Regions from separate parts of the Hordeum vulgare genome. Here region 1 is linked to region 2. The links are chromatin contacts, called in public Hi-C maps. All regions are on one chromosome and are shown on one strand. Each heading gives the region's core, a stretch centred on a gene start, on an enhancer-like site or on the middle of the called end of the contact. The rest is flanking DNA. Distances are from core to core; before and after follow the strand shown.

Region 1 (2,992 bases), core at 60-2,559, 540 kb before region 2:
TGTCTACGTGTTGCAGCGAGCGTATTTTCATAAAAAAAATTCAAACCGCTCGTCGGAACGAAGCAAATGATACAGTGTTGAAATGATATCGATGAGGCGCAACTTTTTCATGTAGAACATCCTCCTAATTCATTATAGTTTAAGAACAGTTTTGAAATTATCGACGCGTTTATGATTTGAAAATGTTCATGATTTGAAATTACCCTAATTCATACGTTCCTCAAATTTTGTTCACCAATTCTAAAAATGTTCATGATTCGAAAATGTTCAGGAATTTTAGAAAAAATTCTTCATCTTTTTAGAATAGTTTTTTTTAAATGTACGTAAATTCAAAAAATGTTCGTGTTTCAAAAAGTGTACATAAGTTGAAAAATATTCTCAGTTCAAAAATTATTTACAAATTTCAAAAAATGTTACTTTTTTCATAAATTGGTCACAATATTCATAAAATATTCTTGTTTTCACATTTTTATAAAAAATGTTCCTGTTTTACAAAAAACATTTCTATTTGTTTTTAATTTATTCACAAATTGAAAACAATTCAAACTTTGTTCAGCAATTCTAAAAATGTTGGGGAGTTTTCGAAAATGTTCTTCATTTTCTAAATAATGTTTCCCTTTTCAAAAAATGTACGTAAATTCAAAAACAATTGTGTTTCAAACAGTATACATATGTTGAAAAAATGTTCCTGCTTCAAATATTGTTTACATATTTCAAAATAATTTATTTTTTTTAAACATGTTCTAAGTTTTTAAAATGCTCCTGTTAATAAATTTCTTTGTGTTTTTAAAATTTCTTTAGATATTCAATAAAATTTCAATTATAACCTGTGTTTGTAAATACGAAAGCTGTTTAAGTTTCAGAAAGTCAAAAAACTTCAAAATGGTAAGATTTTTGAAAAAAGAGAAAGAGAAACACAATAGAACATAAAGAATAAGAGAAAAAAGAAAAAATGAAAAGGAAAATAAGTAAATAAAAATAGAAAAGAAAACAAGCTGATTAACTGGCCCGGTACAGTCGATTCGCTAGCGGCAGTGGCCCAGTCGCTTTTCCCCGGCCTATGCGAAGCTACAGCTATTGAAGGCACAATGCATCCAATAGAAGGTCCTGCGCGTTTGTTCCCGTTGGCCGCACTTTTTTTTGTGAAATATTACTAGCCAACAACAAAAAGAAAGAAAAATGGGCGTCCGTTTGCAATTTTCGAAGAAACAAACGTCTCAAGCACCGAATATACGATTAGTGCTGTGCAATTCCTATATGACGCCCCATGCGGCAGGTTAACGTTGAACCGGACATGCATGGAGATAGCGATGCTATAATTGGCCGACCATTTAGGGCACGCTTGGATTGTCGGTTTGGTTCCAATACCTGTGTATAATTGCTACAGACCTCATATGGTCGTTTTTATTTTAGCCAAAAATCGCACTACAACCGTTAATATACACTTATAAAACAATTTACATACGGTTCTGGTCTTGGGAACCTTTGTGGACGATTTTTGGAACTTTCCAGAAGGTTCTTCAACCAGTTTTATGTTCGTTCTTTCTTTAGTGTATTCTTTGTTTTCCATTTTTTTTGTTTTCTAAAGAATACAAATTTTCAAAAATATCAACAATCTTTGAAGAATCTTCAATATTAAAAAATTGCTTCTCTTAGAACGTTGCTAATCTAATCATCAAAACATATGCTACAATTAGTAGTGGACATGTATAAATGCTAAAATTAATTAATTAGTACGGTAGTATGCGAGGGGATGGTGGACTATGTATAACCAACCCATTGGTAGGGTGTGTTTGCTTGCACAGATATTCTCCGAATGACAAGGATATCCCTTCTATGTGAGGGATGCCATTTGTTTGGATCCGAGGCGAGGAAGGACAAGGGTAGCCACATGCTAAGAATATTTCCTCAAAAAGGGGATGGGGTCAACCGCCCAAAACGGGGGGTCGCCGCAGCATCCCTCCTCTCCGCCCTCCGCGGCGCCGGCCGCTCCTCTCCGCCCTCCGGGCCACCCGCCGCTCCTCTCCGTCGTCCGCGCCACCCGCCGCTCCACTCCGCCCTCCGCGTCGCCTTTCGTTCCTCTCCTTCCTCCGCGTCGTCGGCCGCTCCTCTCCTACCTCCGCGCCGCCGGCCGCTCCTCTTCGCCTTGCGCGCCGCCGTCCATTCCTCTCCTTTCATCGCGTCGTCGGCCGCTCCTCTCCTACCTCCGCGCCGTCGGCCGCTCCTCTCCGCCCTCCGCGTCGCCGGTCGCTCCTCTTCGCCGTGCGCGCCGCCGTCCATTCTTCTCCTTCCTTCGCGCCGTCGGCCGCTCCTCTCCTACCTCCGCGCCGCCGGCCGCTCCTCTCCGCCCTCCGCGACGCAGCTCCTCCCCTTCCTCTCTCACCAGTCGGCCGTCTCCTTCCTCCGCGCTGCCGCTCCTCCCCTTCCTCTGTTACCAGCTGATCGTCTCCTTCCTCCGCGCCGCCACTCCTCCCCTTCATTTATATCCCTCAAACCAAACAGAACATGGGATAACACCATCCTTTCAACCAAACAAAAAAATGGCTATCCCTAACTAGGTGGTTGGGAATGCCCTTAACCACCCTAGCATGTCCCTACAACCAAACGCACATAAATACATATATGCAAGAACACTATGGCGAAGAAGATTAGAGGTTTTACCTCCATCGTGAGGGGGCTGAACCTGAATACTTCCACATGTTATCCCCCCATGCGTCTCGAGGCTTTGTTCCTCCCCCTCTCTTTCTATCAAAATTCACACCACGATAGTTATGACGAGTGTCGATGACGCCCGCAGCACGAGAGCTCACCATTGTTTATTTTTTTACTACAAAAGTCGTCTAAAACTACTATCCATTTGATCTAGATCATGTGCCTCGGGGGCGTTTGTTGGGATTTCAATCCCAGCGTTCGCCAGATAGTTTTACCATAAAAGAAAAGCATAACATATATACGTGGCTAAGAACATATATAGATGGACCTCTTAAACCCG
Region 2 (3,064 bases), core at 382-2,881:
TTAATAATAACATTCGGCTAGTGGTCTTTTTGGACGAAAATTCGGAAAAATGAACCAAAGGAACTATCCCGTGTGTCTGTGCACGTCCTGGTGACGGATTTAACTTTAGCCCAATTTAAGTTTGTTTGTATTTTTTTTAAATCTAACCTATTATTTAACGTCATCCGCTGTGGTGTAGGTATACACATCCTATTTCCACTTCCTGTGCCGATAGGGTTTAGGTTAATACAACGGTGTAGTTTAACACCGTTGGCATGTATAAGTGGCTACCGTCAGAGAAAGTGACGGTAGAGTGTGTATACCTATCGTCACCATCGGATGTTCATACAATTAATTTCTTTCTGATGGAATTAACTGTCTGAACACCCTACTGTCACCTGTTGTCTGTGTCGGTAGATATACACACCCTATCGTCACAAGGAGTGGTGATAGCAACTTATCTACGTCAGTGAGATCAAACGACGTCGTCTGTGTTGATTCGAACTCTATCGCTGCAGAAAGTAACGGTAGAATGTACTCCCTCCGTTCCTAAATATAAGTCTTTTAAGCAATTTCACTATGTGTCTACATACGGAGCAAAATGATTAAATGTACACTTTAAAATATGTCTATATACATCCGTATGTAGTCCACTAGTGAAATCGCTTAAAAGACTTATATTTAAGAACGGAGGGAGTATATACCTACACCACAACGGAGGTAGGAAAACGATCAGATCCGATATTCTTACACAAACAGGATCACATCAGACTAAACTATAAAAAAGATCAAAACAGTAAAATCGTCCTCTCGCGGCAGCCGCCGGAGCGAGCGAGCGAGGGGTCGATGGGCCGGTGAGGGCGGGCGAGGAATGATGGCGGCCGCAGAAGCGGATGATATCTACTTTGAAAACTCTGCGCAAGCGTGCGGCCGCGCCGGGCCCCCCGCTGACAGCGACGCGCCCCACCACACCCACCCGCGCGAACTCTCTCCTCCTTCCTTCCTCTTCCCCTCCCTCCGGCCCGCCCAGACGGTTCCCGTCAATTTCAATTCGAAACAAAAACGAAACGCAGCCTCCCATCAAAAAGCTTTGCCATCCCTAAAAAAATATATCAAAAAGCTTTGCCGCGCGCGGAGGTGGAGGCGTCCCATTGGCTGGTCCCGTCACGCGCTGCGGCCAGCCACAAGGCTCCAAGCCCAGGCCGCTTGCGCTCGCAGAATCACTTTGACTTTTCGGCGCTGTGGAAACTTGAAAGACCAGCGCAACAAAGCGCCCCCCGCCCGCCTGCGACCCGAGCCCACGCCGCGCGACCCCTTTTCCCCGCCCTTTCCCGTATTTTCCACCCGTATATGCGTCTGGTTCTCTAAAGCCACGGCGGCACGCAATTTTCTACTATCTCCCCACAACATGCGCAGTCGCCTGACGGCTAAGTGTGCGGTCGCGATACTGCCCATCGTATACTAATCTGAATAATCTAAATCTAAGCATGCCAATAATACCACCGATTAAACAAACTAATTATCATCATGCCTGTAGGAGTAGATTAGGCTGCTGTGCTGTGGTCTGAGGAGGATGGCTGGCTGGCTGGTAAGGCCAAGCCAAACTAGGCAATAAAAGCGAGCGTAGTTAGGTAAAGGGTGTAGTCCTCCCGTAGAAAAGAAAGGCCAAGGGCGGGCAGGGGGCTATAAAAAAATCTCGTGCTACTGCCCTAATTCCCTTTGGACTTTGGCGTTATATCCATCCTCGAGCCCCTCCCGACTCTCAGCCTCACCCTGCCCGCTGCTCTCTCCTCCGCGCCTGATTCCAGTGGTGCTGCTGCTTCTTCTCAAATCTCCAGGACAGACCAGACACACACACAGGGACACAGGGTAAGGTAAGCATGCTCTGAGTTTCCTCCCCTCGTGTGTGCTTCCATGTTTTCCGTGGGATTTGAGCCCTTGCTCTCTTGCGCTTTCCCTTGGTTGTGATGAGATGGGGGACCTGTGCATCGATCGACCTCTCCCTAGCATGTAAAATCTGTTACGGAGTTCTTTATCCCCGGTTGCTGTTTGAGTAGTCGATTGAATCGAGTTGGCTGGTGTGCAGTTCCGGTTTGGTTCGCTGTAGGAGTAGTATAATCATCTGCCGACAGTTCCTTGTCTCCAACTTGCGCACCTAATCTTGGATTTTGACCATTCAGCTGCTCTCCCACCTGTGTTCCGAAATTAACGCCAATCTTGTATGGATTTCATTTGATTCGTGTTTGTTTCTTGGTTACAGTTGCGGAGCAGCTAGCGGCGGAGGTGCTTTCTTCGTCATGGAGTCGCAGCAGCAGCAGCAGCAGATGGAGGCGGTTTCTGCGCCGGCCGCCGCTACGAACGGGGGCGGGGAGCTGATCGGGTACGTGGACGTGCACGTGCGGAGCGCGCGGGACATTCAGAACATCTGCATCTACCACAAGCAGGATGTGTACGCGCGCCTGTCGCTGCCGGGGGAGGGCGCGCCGGCGGCCTCCACGCAGGTAATCAATGGCGGAGGCCGCAACCCGGTGTTTGACCAGTCGGTGCGCGTCGGCGTGCGCGCGGGGGACGTCGACGCCGCGCTCCGCTGCGAGGTCTGGATGCTCAGCCGGGTCAAGAATTACCTGCAGGACCAGCTGCTGGGGTTCGCGCTCGTGCCGCTCCCGGACGTCGTCGCCGCCGAGGGCGGCACGCTCGCGCGCGAATTCCCGCTCTCCACCAACGACCTCTTCCACTCCCCGGCCGGCTTCTTGGAGCTCGAGCTCTCTTACATCGGGGTCGTGCCCGATGTCATTCCCGTCTCGCCCACGCCCAAGCCTGCGCTGGCCGACCCGGACGAGGCCGAGAACGCCGGCGACGGAGCCGGCGCTGGCGCAGGGAAAGACTACGAGAATATGGAGTTCCCTGACATGAATCTTGTGGAGGAAAACCAGATTATGCTCTCGGAATATGTTGGTCTGCCGTGCACGGCCATGGAAACGCAGAGCTCCGAGAGCCTCCTGACCTCAGAGGACGTGGATGGCGCCGCCACCGAGTCCCACGACGCCGGCGTGCGAGTTGTGCAGAGCTTCTCGACGGACTACAG

What was found. Hi-C and Micro-C count contacts between places; a contact is called where the count stands out from the background.
Region 1: a Hi-C map of leaf shows a contact between it and region 2, with 4 times the contacts expected there. The contact joins the enhancer-like site here to the promoter of LOC123425529 in region 2. A contact is called at or near these places in 2 of 6 Hi-C or Micro-C datasets (leaf and seedling).

What each region holds. Positions count from the first base shown.
Region 1 is chr2H:133,746,253-133,749,244 of MorexV3_pseudomolecules_assembly, reverse strand. No RefSeq gene overlaps it. Among protein-coding and RNA genes, the nearest start is that of LOC123425873, 140 kb to the right of the region's middle. Within about 2 kb of position 1,309, at least 2 of the 3 cell types and tissues checked have open chromatin away from gene starts, as enhancers often do. A contact at or near this core is called in leaf, where this site is marked.
Region 2 is chr2H:133,204,669-133,207,732 of MorexV3_pseudomolecules_assembly, reverse strand. It overlaps LOC123425529, which reads left to right and starts at 1,631. Exons shown (of 2, transcript XM_045109219.1): 1 at 1,631-1,848; 2 at 2,240-3,064. The coding sequence starts at 2,277.